Linked DNA regions of Mus musculus: all the other regions are linked to region 1. Evidence: chromatin contacts called from public Hi-C data. All regions are on one chromosome and are shown on one strand. The core of a region is the stretch at or near the end of the contact, and the rest is flanking DNA. Distances in the headings are between cores, read along the strand shown.

The links. Hi-C and Micro-C count contacts between places; a contact is called where the count stands out from the background.
Region 2: a contact with region 1 is called in a Hi-C map of uterus, with 3 times the contacts expected there. The contact joins two enhancer-like sites. A contact is called at or near these places in 2 of 484 Hi-C or Micro-C datasets (nephron progenitors and uterus), 2 of 115 datasets of contacts at active chromatin or transcription factors (craniofacial prominence and embryonic basal ganglia) and 1 of 9 other capture datasets (adipose tissue).
Region 3: a Hi-C map of uterus shows a contact between it and region 1, with 4 times the contacts expected there. The contact joins the promoter of E030025P04Rik here to the enhancer-like site in region 1. A contact is called at or near these places in 5 of 39 promoter capture datasets (the 3T3-L1 cell line, embryonic stem cells, pre-B cells and 2 more), 1 of 484 Hi-C or Micro-C datasets (uterus) and 1 of 9 other capture datasets (adipose tissue).

What each region holds. Positions count from the first base shown.
Region 1 is chr11:108,879,513-108,884,312 of GRCm38.p6, forward strand. All of the region lies in intron 2 of Gm46298 (a long non-coding RNA gene), which reads right to left. Among named protein-coding and RNA genes, the nearest start is that of Gm36818, 26 kb to the left of the region's middle. Within about 2 kb of position 2,294, at least 11 of the 459 cell types and tissues checked have an H3K27ac peak or open chromatin away from gene starts, as enhancers often do. A contact at or near this core is called in adipose tissue and uterus, where this site is marked.
Region 2 is chr11:108,482,545-108,487,344 of GRCm38.p6, forward strand. Cep112 (centrosomal protein 112) reads left to right here. Exons shown (of 27, transcript NM_001373899.1): 7 at 4,049-4,096; 8 at 4,369-4,446. Among named protein-coding and RNA genes, the nearest start is that of Cep112, 60 kb to the left of the region's middle. Within about 2 kb of position 2,392, at least 11 of the 459 cell types and tissues checked have an H3K27ac peak or open chromatin away from gene starts, as enhancers often do. A contact at or near this core is called in uterus, where this site is marked.
Region 3 is chr11:109,141,598-109,146,397 of GRCm38.p6, forward strand. It overlaps E030025P04Rik (RIKEN cDNA E030025P04 gene), which reads right to left and starts at 2,772. Exons shown (of 3, transcript NR_037978.1): 1 at 2,222-2,772.

The DNA.
Region 1 (4,800 bases), core at 1,044-3,543:
GAAGGAAGAGTTTGCTTTGGTCACAGCTTGAGTCACCACCCTGTTATGATGTTGTAGCTGGAGTGTGAGGCAGTCACATAGTCAGGAAGCAGAGAGTTGGATGCTTATGCACAGCTTGCCTGCTCCTCCCCCTCCCCCTCCCCCTCCCCCTCCCCCTCCCCCCTCTTCTTCTTCTTCTTCTTCTTCTTTCTTCTTCTCTTCTGCCCAAGGGAAAGTGGCACCCAAATCCATCATGGACATTCCCTCTTCAGGTGAGTCTTTCTGGAAACACACCCATAAACACACCCAGAGGTGTGTTTCCATGGTGGCCCTCACTCCATTCAATGAAGATGAAGCTTCCCAAGAGTCCCATTGACAACTCCCACCCCAACCTCAATCTGTCTCCACTTCCACTTTGGAGCACTGCCTTTCTTTTTCCAAATGTAAAGAGGTCACTCCCTAGCCTCAGGAACATTGTATAACTGAACTCACAGAAGTAAGAATCACATTCTAGCAGCTAGGTGTGATCCCAGCATCCAGAATGCAGAGGCAGGAGGATGGCCATAGAGGCAACCTGGCAGGGCTGGATATCGAAACCCTGTCTGGAGTAGCAGCGCCTCATTATATCATCCAGTTCAGTGTCTCTGGAATGACTGAGGGGGATAGGAAATTATGATGGCGTTTTTCTGATTAAAAATCAATAGGAGGGACTGGAGAGATGGCTCAGCGGTTAAGAGCACTGAACTGACTGCTCTTCCAGAGGTCCTGAGTTCAATTCCCAGCAACCACATGGTGGCTCACAACCATCTGTAATAGGATCTGATGCCCTCTTCTTGAGTGTCTGCAGACAGCTACAGTGCACTCGTATATATTAAATAAAAAAATAAAATAAAATGATTTTGAAAAAATCAATAGGAGTTTTCTATTGTTTTGAAGAGCAGCAAATATTGCATCAGACCAATGCCATATGTAGCTAATTGAAATTCCTCCCCTTCAGTGGAAACATTGTCATGGGTGACCCAAGAATTATGACCCCTCCCTACAGTAAGTGCCCCTTGGTCATGTGGAACTGTCCAGTGTGGACACAAGAGCTCTCATCCTTCACGCCACTGTGAATTAATCCCCACTGTCTGATCCCTTGGTCAAGTAGAAATTCTGTTCCCAAAGGCCATGAAACCAGGGTTGAGGAATTCTATCTAAAGGGACCACAAAATTGCATCATATTTGTAGACAGAAGCAAAGCAGAGCTGGCGACCTCTCCAGCTATCTTCAGCCCTGAGCTAGTCCAGATGGCTAGTGGGGAAAAAGCAACGCCTATGACCTTTAAGAAGAAAACATTCTCTCACGTTCATGGAACTAGAAAATTGCAGATCTGAGCTCAGGCTGACCTGGAGCCATGGTCTGTGGATTGATCCACTGAATTAGTGGACAACTGAAATCCCTTTTCCAAAAAGAAATGACTGTGACTGTGCGTTCTAACCTGGACACCTGAAAGGGCGGCGCAGCAGAAGACCCCAGGGGCAAATCAACTGGGGTGGGATCTCTTGGACAGAATACGGAAAATCTGGGGCGGCTGCAGAGTGATTGGCAGAAGCACCTGGAAGCGTGTAGCTGCTATTCATGAGCTATGGAGACCAGTGGAGGAGGTGACAGAGCAGTCAGGAGCTTGATGGAGCCTGACACTTAGATTCTCACTCTGTGGTTCTTACCCCTGTCATGTTTGTGATGAGCACAACACAGCACAGGGGCACATTGTAAGTGATGGCTTATTATCTATCTGCCCATTGTCACTGCTAACTTGCTTCCAGCAGGAATTAGATCTCCCTCATCACTCTTACCACAATGATTGACACCAAGGAAGTCCGGGAGCCCCTCCCCCAACCCCCAACCCCAGAGGACACAGGCCTAGCTGAGCTGCAGCTGACCAATTGATAATTCCTTATGCCAAGTACCCTTTTGTGTGATCAGGACTCTGGTCTATACAGGACGTGACTCAAGCCAAGGTTACTCGGTAGCACAAACTTCATTTCAAGACTCTACATTGGAGGAGTCACGGGGCCCCTTTTGCTCTCTATAAACCACAAACAAGTTTGAGTCCTTAACGGTGTTGGAGCTTGGAACCACAAGGATCCTGGTAACACAGACAGGGTCTCCTCAGCCATTTGAAGTTGGAGAAACTGAGGCAGATTGTGAAATTTATACCCTAATACCACAAAGCTGGATTAGACATACTTCTTGTGTTGTGTGTGCAGTACTAAGGATTATAAACAGGGCCTTACAGATGCCAGGCATGAACTCTTATCCCTGAACCACATCTCCAGTGCTGTTTTTAATGTGCAGGCCGTTCCATTGCACAGCTGTTTTCGATTAAGGCTGAACTGTGTCTCATAGGTGGTTGTGTTTCTGGGGGAAATAGTTGTTACCGTTCTGATGAGCAGGTCACCTTGTGAGCTCTTTGGGAACAGGGACTTGAACTGGAATTCCGGTCAAGTCAACATTTGTTGGCCTTTCCCTTGGTGCACCTTGTTTTCTTGGCCCTGATAGCTGAGTAGCGATGCTATGATCTCTGCCATGAGGATCCCTGGGCTTAGTCCAGTTGCAGCCCCCACAGATGCTCAGGAAGTTTCCAAATAGAGGCTGGGGAGATGGCTTATTTGGTCAAATGCTTATCATGTGAGCATGAGGACATGAGTTGTTGTGGAGGGGGGAAAAAAGCCATCGTGGTGAGATATGCTGTAATCACAGCTCTTGGGTGGAAGTAAGAGATTCCCTGGGCTTGCAAACCAGCAAAAGCAAGCCTCATCTCAGCAATGAGTTGCAGTCAAAGTGAGGGACCCTGTCTCTAAAATAAGGTGTTCCTAGCCAAGGAATGGCAGGCAACTGAGGTTGACTTCATACTCATGTATATATGAATATGTGTATACCCATCCCCCAAAAGTCCCCCCAAGGCATCTCCTTCAATGCTGTTGTCCTTGCTGCCAACTCTTCCACGTACATACGTACACAGAGACAGACACCCGGTCAGATGTCCCAAGGGATGAGAGCCATCACCATGTCGTGGTGTGTTATTCTTTCAGGTAAAGGAAGATGTTCATTAGATCAAAGATTCAGAGGTAAAGACCAGGAAGATGGCATCAAGTTCTGCTTCAAATAATTGGTGTGTATTGAACACTTCTCTAACATAACAGTAACGAGCTTGGCAAACAATCATTTTAGAACCCATAGGTGAGAGGCTAAACTGGAGAACACCCAACCTTTGAAAGAAGGGAACTTCACTGGGAGCCATATTTACAAAATCTTTCATTTGAGGACAGTCTATTCTACATGGGGAGAATAAGAACTCAAGGCACCATAGATAGTGAGCTCCCAGATCTGCACGTGAACTTCCTTAAACTCCTTGGATGACCCCTGAAGTGGTGGTTGACCCCTGAACTGTCGGTTGATGTATGAGAGACCCCAGGAGCTGGAGCTACAGAAAGCGATAAATGAAAAATAGGAGATAAAAGTAGATATATTCAACTGTGCTGAACACACACACAGACCACACAGACCACACACACACACCTTAATGCCCACACACACACCACACACACACAAGGAAGGAGACAAGGCTACGAAGGATGAGGATTTCCAACAGAACTACTGGCGCCCAGAAGGCAGCAAGGCATCCGTGAGCCACAGGACAGAGCATCCTTTCAGATCACCTCAGAAACAGCTTTCCTCTTCCTATGGGCCTGCCTGCTTGGATTGGCTTGGCTATGTGTTGTGTGTGTGTCTGTGTGTGTGTGTGTGTGTGTGTGTGTGTGTGTGTGTCTGTGTGTGTGTGTGTCTGTGTGTGTGTGTCTGTGTGTGTGTGTCTCTGTGTGTCTCTGTGTGTGTGAGTGTGTCTGTTAGTGTGTCTATCTGTGTGGTTCTATGAAATTGATCACAGAAGTGCCTGTTTTCCTTAGGCCTTTCTTCTGTCTTGTCTGATTGCTCTTTGAGACAATGTCTCACCTTAGACCCCATGCTGCCCTGGACCCCCAGGCGCTCTTCCTCCTCCAGCCTCCCAAGTATTGCTTGTTTTTATTGCAGCACCTTGTCAGTGTCAGGGGTTGTCTAGTTTTAGGTTTATTTTGATTCGAATGTGGACATGTGTTTTCCTGTGTGCCATGTGGCATACCCGGTCTCTTCAGAGGTCAGAAGGTGTCAGATCCCCTGCGATATAGTTACAGACTCTGTGGGTGCTGGAAATCAAACCTGGGTCCTCTGGAAGAACAGCCAGCGACTGAGTGCTCTTAACCGTTTAGCCATCTCTCCAGCCCCAAGACATGGGTTTCATAAAGAAAACTGTGATGTGGTTAAGAAGAGCAAGGAAGGGCATAAGAAAACAAAATCCCTTTGCTAAGGGGTCATTTTCATGCAGTGCAGATCACAGATTCTATGTGCAGAGCTTAATCAATATATATGTGCCAGTCACTATGCAGCCACCAGACTAAGCTGTAAATCATTCTCCTCTTTCAGTACCCTGGCAGGTTCTTTAGCTGGTGCTCAGATCAGTACTGTGACTTCCATCAGGGCTAATTCTATCCAGTCTCACATCTCATACCGATAGAACCGCACAAGTACTCTTTTATGCCTGGCTGTTTTTTGTTCAACATAGCAGCTGTGAGTTGTAACTGTGTTTTTTTCTATTAGTATCTCATTCCATTTATTGCTGGGTAGTAGTCTGTTGTATACATTTCCATAATTTATATTACCTTTATTTCTATATAATTATTCATATGCACTAATCCCTGTCTTAGTTAGGGTTTTACTTCTATGAACAGACACCATGATCAA
Region 2 (4,800 bases), core at 1,142-3,641, 400 kb before region 1:
TTAACTTATCATGCCCCCAGGCCTGGAAGTCTTCCAGAAAAACAAATTTTTGTCTATGCATGTAGACTTTTTCTTTAAAATTTTTTTTTTCCACTTTGAGTTATCTTTTGAAAGAAGTCAAGCAATAGCCAGGCCAACATGTAATCCCAGCATTTGTGAAGCTAAGGCAGGAAGATTGCCATGAGTTTGATGCTAGTCTAAGGTATAGAGTAATTCTACCTTAATCAAAACAAAACAACACAAAACAAGGGCAGTTAAGGTGACTGTGGGTAAAGGCACTTGTCAGGCCTCAAGCCCTGAGTTTGATTGTCAGAACCCTCATCATGGAAGGAGAGAACCAATTCTCAGAGGTGTCCTCCAGATTTACACACACACACACACACACACACACACACACACACAAGTCTATAAAGTTTAAAACACCAAAAGAAAACTAGTTTTGAGGTTGGAGAAATTATTATAGTTGATGTTTTGTCTTAAAAAGGAGATGACTATTTCTGAAAGTGAGAAGTATGGGTATAGAACTTTTGGTTAATTTAAGTTAAGCCCAACCAGGTTAAAACAAGACCAAAAGCGAGCTCTGAGCCCATTGGAACCCATTGATGGAACATGCTTTTCTTGTTGTGCTGAGGTGTAATTTGTCTCACAGGAAGCAGACAACAGTGTCTGCTTGTGTTCTGTTCATTTGATTTTTTTTCCTTTTTTTTGTGCCAGTGGATGGCGTGTTTGTGTATGTATGTTATTTAAGCCTGTTAAATGATTGTTGAAATATTTTCGGTAAGCTAGTAAATGAATCTTCACATGGAGTATGTGGAGGACAACTTGTGGGAGTTGGTTTTCCTGCCATGTGGGCCCCAGGCTGAATTCAGGCTGTCAAATTTGGCAGTAGGTTACTTTACCCACCGAACCATCTTTGGCCCCAAACGTTGAGTTCTAAAATATTAATAAGATATAATCCTGAAGCATAGTTGATTTGATGTTGAAAGCTGAATCCCCAGGCGCTCCCCTCGTTCCTGTAGAGTTTCCTATATTCTAATTAAAAATATTTTAGTGGCATTATTGGCAATATATTGTTTAATAATGTATTTCCTTCTAAAGTTCATGTATCTGATAAAGTGCTTATTAACCTTTCTGGAAACAAAACTCTAACTATTAGTCTACCAGAAGATACTAACTTAGGACAATTTGGCTAAAACCTGAATAATAAGAAGATATAAGCCAACAAAAGCAATTTGTAATTCAGTGTGCCTGCTAAAATGCTAAACAAAATAAAACATTAAAAGCCAGTTTTTACTAGAGAACATTCAGATATCTGTATTACTGGCTAGTTAAATTATCATATATTTTATTCTTGCTATTCAGTTTGCTTTGAACAACTGTGCAGATGTCCAGTGTTCACACGCTGCTGGAATCTCGTACTTGGGGCTGTGCCTTCTGTGTGCTCTCATCCACATCAGCATTTGCACATGAGTCTGGGGTAGCTTCCACGCTAGACATCCTTTTTGTGGCATTCATTCTTGATGCATTTTGAGAGAACAAGAGGTTTTCTGCAAGAGCATGAAAGAAGTCGGCTTTAAGACTGTTTACAGATTGCTCCATCCAAGTCCATGCTGCCTGCGAATTACAAAGTGGGAATCGTCAACTTCAAAGCACATCTGGCTGTTGTTACAAAATCAGAAAATAGATTGCTTATTTTCCCTAAATAGACTCAAGAGCATGCTTTCCTTTGACTATTTCCCAAACTCAGTGTATTACAAATGAAGAAGAACAGACATTGTTACCAGTTTTTACTGTTGCTTGTTGCTCTTATGAATTAGAATAGACATTTTTCTTTATTCTCTAGTTTGAAAAAATAATTCATAATAACAGAAGGCTTTAACTTCTTTACTTAATAGTTTTAAAGATGAAGGGTTGGAATAAGACTTACTTCTGTAGAGTTGAAATGCTGCGTTGTAATTAAGTAAACCAATATTTTGTGTCCTGCTTGTAAATGTAGAGTTGGGCAAAAATAAGTCACAGATGGTTTCCTTGGCTTTTGGTTTTAAATCTAAACTTAATTAGAGCTTGAGCGTCTTTGAGAATTGTTTTTTTCTTTTCCTGTTTCCCCTTGTACTTAATTTTGCTTCATGAGTTAGAGTTGGGTGTTTGTGTTGGTTTGTGTATGCCTTTGAAGGACTCGCTTTCTGTGTTCCCCAGATAAAGAATGCCAACTTTGTTTTCACAAATGGACTTTCAGACAGTAGGTATTGAGTCCTCTGTTGCTTCCTATAAGTTTGCTGCCTGTTCTGAAGAGCTGTGCCCCTGAAGTAGGCACCTCCTTCTCTGCACAGTGCTTTAGTCGCTCTGCCCCTGTGACAGGAAGTACACTGCTGTGACTCACCTGTCGGCCAGGAAAGCTTCCTGTCCTGAGCACTGAAGGCAGGCTTCCACACTGCAAGCCCAGCGTCACGGAGACTCTGTACTTACTAGCTAATTCTGTTGAGGTTTGGGGTCCTTATTTGTCTGTTTTCATGTAGATCTTGGAATTACTATTCTCTTTCTCTTCATTGTGATGTAGGCACTGGTGATAGGCGCTTTTCTTTTCTTCCATTGTTGGTCTATGTGGAGGATGAGGAGACAGATTTAAATTCAGACTGGTTACCAGTGCTTCTTCACAGGATCTAGTCTCTAGGTGAAGAAAATCATCGTGCACAGAATCATTGTGTACATTTTCCTGTTCTAGTGACTAAAATGCATGTATTCCTCAGATCTCGTCTGCTGTTATACTAGACTCTTTGCTATCTTAACATTTGTTTTTAAGTCAATTACCTCTGTTTCTTTAATTGATTATTTATCTTTCCCTCTTATGTCAAATTGAATTTAGATAGCTTCGCAATTATATAAAATTTAGCTTTTTGGAAATAAGCTAGGATTTTTGAAGATTTAATAAGTTGTATGTGAAAGTTTGTCACTTAATTGAGTATTGCAGGGTAAAAACCCTTTCTTTGGCCAGAGTCGTACTGTTCTTGTTCACTTTGTGATTATTAGTGTAGTAAATTGTGAGCACATGACATGAAGAAATTAGACTTTCTAGCAATGATTTTTAATTCTTATTTTATTTATAAATCAAATGATTGGTATAGAAATTTTAAAGAAGTTCCCATTAAGCAATTCAAGCAATACTTCATCGAAAGGCATTAAATATGTGCTAGGAAACAGAGATCCAAAGCTGAGGAGACGTTATCCTTGTACTCCATCTGTCCAAAGGTATGTGTAGAAACACACTGCTCAACAATTAAGGTTAGGTATGTCGGGGCCGTTTATGTGAACCCAGGATACGATAGAGCTGGGAAAAGGTGGGACCGAATGCATCTCCTCTCTCCCCTGCTTTGAGAATATCACTGGACACTGGAGTGGGTTTGAGAAAGAGACTGGGGAACTTGGCAATCACAGTCTTTGTTTTAGGATTCACTTTTTTTGTTGTTGAGAAAATGCAGTTTAGGTCATACAAAGAGATGAGCATCAGGTGGCACTGGCCTGGCAAGAGTTAATTTTCCTGGGGAGCCTCACTCTGAGCCAGCTAGTCTTGAAGATTGCATCTCCTGGCAGCTAGCGAGTGCTTTACAAGGTCAGAGGTTGTTCAGTGCCCCTGGAATGTAGATAAAGCTGGGGATGGTGAAGCTGAAAGACAGGCTAGGAGACTCGGAAAGGATGCTCTATCCTCATTGATGCTGTTAGTTACAGTCAAAGTGCCATGTCTCTAGCATATCTAGGATGTAGTGACTGAATTGAGATTTAAAGAATGAATCCATGTGTGCTTAGAAGGTTTGGGAGTAAAACAAGCAGTCAGAGGGCACAAGTCTGGCACTGTAAGTCATTGAGGCTTTGGGCAATGTGAAGTGTGTGGTGAGCATTAGATGAGACTGAGCGACTTAGGAGAGGGCCACATGAAATGCATATATGGCACTTCAAAAAATAAACAAAACATTAAATTATACAGAAGAAATTTTCACACAGAAAGATGTATTTTATTCAAACATCTCCAAATGTCTTTATTTTAATTTTTCAGATTGAAAATCCCCGGTACCTGAGACAGAAACCTCTCCCAGTTTCTCTGGTAGGTGGTGATTCCACTGGATTTTTTTTTTAGGGACAGCTAACTATAAATAAAATATGAAGTTTTAAAAACATAAGAAATGTCTTATTTATCAATTTCAATTCCACCTTCCGAAGCATAATTTAGTCTTGCTGCCTAGAAATTGAGTGCGTCACCCTTTTCTCCAAAGCTAACGTTACTTTGAAATGAGTTTCAGATACTGTATTAGCTTAGCTTTAAAGAGTCCGGGAACCGTCCTGAGAAGTTCAGAATAACTCTTCCTGGTTTTACAGATGACTCCCAAGGGCAGCCTGAGGAAGGCTAGCAGTCTTCATGATGACCATTTTCTCTCTCGAATGCACGAGAAAGAGGTAGGACTGTGCTGTTTCTCACACGCCTAAGATAACACAGTTGATCTTGTATAATGGTTTTCAGACTCTATGTAGACGTGATGCACAGGAGAAAGAGGTTTGTTATCTGGTCTCAAAACCAGACCATGCTGCAGACCAGGCTGGGTTTGTAGTTAAAGATTTCATTGTGTATCTCTCATCTTGCACACCCCAGCTCCACTCCACCACTAGGCAGAGGTGCATTGCAGGATCCTTTTTTGACTTTCAGATTCTGATGGTCGGGAGGCAGAGGCAATGGCAGTTTTTAGAGTGAGCGTGTGACCACAGTAAATCCATGCACCCTCTCTATCTGCTTACTTGTAATTTATCTTTATT
Region 3 (4,800 bases), core at 1,522-4,021, 260 kb after region 1:
TTTCTTCTTCCTCCCCTCCTAGCTCCATAGTGCTGGGGATGGAACTCGGGGCCTCATTCAGGCTAACAGGTGCTCTAACACCTGTTAGAACTAGATTCCAAGCCACCAAATGACTGTACAGTAGTGTACCATGTAGTGTACAAGTTTTGTAGGTGGAGTGAGAGCCATGTTGGGCTATCTGCCTTCTTCCTCTGTTGTAGAATGGAATTGGGGTGTGTTGTGTAAGGCATGGGCAGTATCGTCTCTCAATAGAACTGAGCCGCAGTGGCTACCGGTTATGTCCAGGCGTAGTCAGATATAATCATCTGTTGCCTGCTCATTATTGGCTCCATTCATCACGAATTTATGGATGATGCATGGGTGGTATTTTGCTATGTAACCAGTCACCCCAAAGTGAAGCAACTTCAATAACAATAAACAGTATTATCTCTTCTGATTTCTCTGGGCCATGAATTCCAGAGAAGCTTGGCTCAGTGGTCTGGATCAGGGTTCTACATGAGATAGAGCCCATGAAGTCAGGTGGACAGCATGTGACTACGGACTCAATTCAGTTCTCGGGGTCTGCTTCCAGTCACAGGTTGGCAGGATGCCTCCGTTCCTCACCACGTGGCTCTCTCAGGAGGCCCGCTTGAATGTCTTTACAACATGGTGACCGGCCTGCCCGGAGTGGGCAGAGACACAGCCAAGACAAAACAAGGAGTATTTTGATGACCTTGCCTAGAGAGTCACTCTTGCCATTTCTGTAATATCCTACTTAAAGGTGAGTCATCCTTTTTCACATTGGCCCCATCCAATGTGTGCACGAATGTGACTATCAGAATCCAGGGATAGCTGGGTACCACCCTGGAAGCTATCTACCATGATGATAAGCCAGGCTGAGTGCTAAGGACAGAAATGCACCTAAGATGGTGATGGTGATGTGTATAATGGTGTTGACACTCCGTCTGTGGTTGAAGGTCACATTAATGTTATGGCCACAGAATTTGTCCCTAGCCTTCAGGCTAGCCCATGCCTGCTATGAGCATACATCCCTGCATTGCTAACTGGGACTGTCTATAATGGACAAAGTCAATGTTCATTATTATGGTCTACAAGTTAGTTCTCTCTGTCTCTGTCTCTGTCTCTGTCTCTGTCTCTGTCTCTGTCTGTCTGTCTGTCTGTCTCTGTGTGTGTGTGTCTGTCTGTCTGTTTGTCTGTCTCTGTCTGTCTGTCTGTCTGTCTCTCTCTCTCTCTTTCTCTGTGTGTGTGTGTGTGTGTGTGTGTGTGTGTGTGTGTGTGTGTGTGTGCCCACTCTATAGCACAGGCTGACCTTTAACTCATTGTATGAACCTAAGCCAGTCTCAGACTCAGGAAAGTCCTCCTTCAGCCTCCTGGGCACTGCAGGGATTACAGATATATACTATCGTGCCAAGTATGATGCCAGTTCTTAATGGGAAGGCCCTTTGTTTTATAGCAGGACATTTGGCGTGAAGGCCTATGAAAGAGCAAAGAATCAGAAGTCGGTCTGTAGCTGGGATCCTGTGCCTCCCCTGGAGTCTGCTGACTCTTGCTCTGAGGGGCACTTATAATGCTTGCTAGAGCAGACTTAGACCTCCACGACCTCAGGCAACCATGTAGCGCTCCGAGATCCCCTTCTCCCCTCTGTGACACTAGAATGGGCTTTACCTCCAGTCGTTGAAAGAAGATGTTGTATTTCAATGCTTTGTGAAGAGATTCCAGTCTATTCTGAGGGAAGAGCAATGGGTTCCTACATTCTTAGAACGGGGAGTGTTCTCATGACTTGGTGAGAAAAATTATCTTTGTGGAAGTGTGGCCCTCTGAGATACATAAGGTGGAAAAAGATGAGGTGTCTTCCTGAAGTCCTCGGTGAAGAAACCCCAGAAGAAACCCCACTTTTTTTTTTCGAGACAGGGTTTCTCTGTATAGCCTTGGCTGTCCTGGAACTCGTTTTGTAGAACAGGCTAGCCTCAAACACAGACATCTACCTGCCTCTGCCTCCCAAGTGCAGGGATTTAAGGTGTGCACCACCACGCCCGACTTGAAACCCCACTTTTGAAACTATGGTTTGTCATGTTGATGTCTCCTAAGTACCCATTGGCCTCGGGCCCCTCCTCCTAAATTCGTTTGATACGCTGTTCCTTACCAGCCAAAGTTAGAAGTTTGTATGTGGCTATTTAGTTTCAGTGGTTATTTAAAAAAAAATGTCACAGCTAACTCTCACCTGGGCCTTTTCTGCATCCTATTAGCTGTGTCCTCTGTGTCTCTGACGGCCACGCGTCTAACAGTCGGATCCCTTCCATCCTGGTCTTGGCTGAAGTTGACCCACCTCCTGCTGCTCCCAGGGGTGAGGTGGGGACAGTCCTTCCCCCAAATCTGAGACATGCTTACGCAGTATCTGAAGGGTTGACTAAACTCTGGTTCTTGGTATGTTTTTTTCTTCTTCTTTGGTGTTGTCTGAGACATCCATTCGAAACTCCCCAGATGTCAGAGCCCAGGAGTTACACGCCAAGACTTCTGTTCTCTAAGGGAGGAGGAAGCCCTAACATCTTTAGCTACTCACTCTCCTTTTGAGTAGTGCTCAATCCCTTTGCCCTCCTTGCTGCAAATCTCGCAGTCATCCATCTCAGAGCGTTCCCAGAACCAAGGGCAAAGCTCCAGCTGCCACTGGCCCCAGCAGAATGGGATCTGTTCCCCCTGGTGAAGCTGAAAATTCCTTCTCATCTTGGCAACCACATCACACCAGTGTGTGTTTGCTGATCTGTGGGCAGCAAAGACTCTGCAGCATTTCCCCTCTTACCACGTGCTCTGGTAAGTCATGTGTTCTTGTGTGGATCAGTCCCTGTCCCGTCCCCCCCCACACACACACACACCCTGCCCAAGGACGTGATCTAACGTTTGTTTACTCCAGAGGTCCTCTTGCATAACCCAGTCCTAGTCTCTGTCTCTTGAAGTGATTGAGAATCCAGAGTTGGCCATCCAGCTGTGTCTCTGGCTTTGGATCAATAATCAATTTGACCCTCATATTTTCTAGAGTTTAATCTAAGTCATTGATAAACATGTTGAATAGAAGTGGACACATGACACAGCCCCATGCTACTGAAAATCTTTCTGGGGTCAGAGTTCACATATTGATGGTCCAGCTGCCAGATGAGGCCTGCAGATGTGCTATGTTTGGACTGAATAATATTTTATGTTTCTTTTTTATTTTACCTTTGAATTAGTGGCCAACACTGGATTATTTTTTAAAGCTTCTCCTGAACGATTGAAGCTATGTCAACACCAGAACCACAACCCAACAGCTGGAGCAGCTGTATACAGTTATGTAGGTTGTAGACTATGCACTCTACCTGGGACTCGTGCAATGAGCACATCTGGTAGTCGATACACAGGCTCTCTGTTTGGCCTCTGTCCCAACTGTCCCCTGTTATCAGGCACACAGCCCACTCTTACTTATTGACGATATCTGTCTCATTCCTGAAGGTCTCCATTTAGGAGATTCTATATCCTGTTTATCAGCATCCTTTGGGTACAATCTGTCAGCTGGTTATAAATCTAACTAATTGCACCATTTCCCAGGCCGTGTAATCTCTCTGGATTTTATGAGTGCCGTTGCCAGATGCTGTATAAAGCTTGGTTATTAGCGTCCATCCCATGTCCTTGGAGTGCTAGACTCTTAGGACTGAGGGAAACAGAACTGCAATGGCCTTCGCCTGGCTTGGACTTGGGATTCTATGTATTTACTTCTTGAGGAACAAAGGCACTATCTTGTAAACATTGTTTCTAGGAACTTGGAATCGAGCCAGGCATTTGTCGTAACCTCGCCAAGCAAGCATGCAGAATGAGACCCTCCATCCTTTGGAACTCTTGGAGGTGGGCTTCACTTCCTTTCTTTTCCAGACCCTTTGGCTGTTCTCTGTAAGGTCTGATTTGGAGTCAGGTTAGCAACTCATCTTAGGATCCTTACCATGTAAGACCTTAAGATCATGGCTGGAATCATCTGCCTACTAAGGCCAGTAAGTATTTCATGTTTGTCTCCAACCGATGCCTTCTTGTCAATATCGTCTGCCCCAGTCAAGCTGAAATACTTCCGTAGTTGTTCTCTTAAGCACGTCCTCCTTCTATCTTCACAAGGACCATTTGGACTGCTAGGACCATGGTCAGAGCTACATGCTCACAGGCCTTCGGTTCTAAAAGGGCTTTTTGAGTGACCCTCTCTGCTTATGAATAGTGCCCAGGACTCCAGCACTGTGCTTCTGAACCCTGGACTTATTGCACAGCCTCTAGGAACCTCTCAAATCTGCAACATGAACTACCACTGCTACTGCCTGTTGGTCAAGACAACACCAGATGCTAAGCAACCCCCAAGAAAAGAAAAGCAAGGTAGTTATCGCTCCTTGACATGAAGTCTTCAAACCTGGCCACCTGGAGGTCCCCACAGCCAGGCTTTGTGTCTTGCTTCTGCAGTGGCAGCAACATAAGAGACTGCAGAATGTCATCTATTCATGGATCCAGGGAGCAGAGAAGGTGATAATGGCCAAATAGCTCAGTCTCAGGGAGTTTCCCTATGGTTTGAAAACCACTTTCATCCACACTAGCTCATGATGTCCTTTCTTTAGTCATCCAGGATACATCGAACACTTAACACATACCCCAAGGTCTGAGGTGAGTGGTCCTCTGTACCTCCTCTTTGCTCTCTGAAGCATCTAGTGACAGTTCTGCTCATGTTAACCCCCTCCAGGGGTCCCCAAGGCTGACCTGATGAGGGCTGGTGCCTGCCACCCATACTGGGACTTGCCCCAT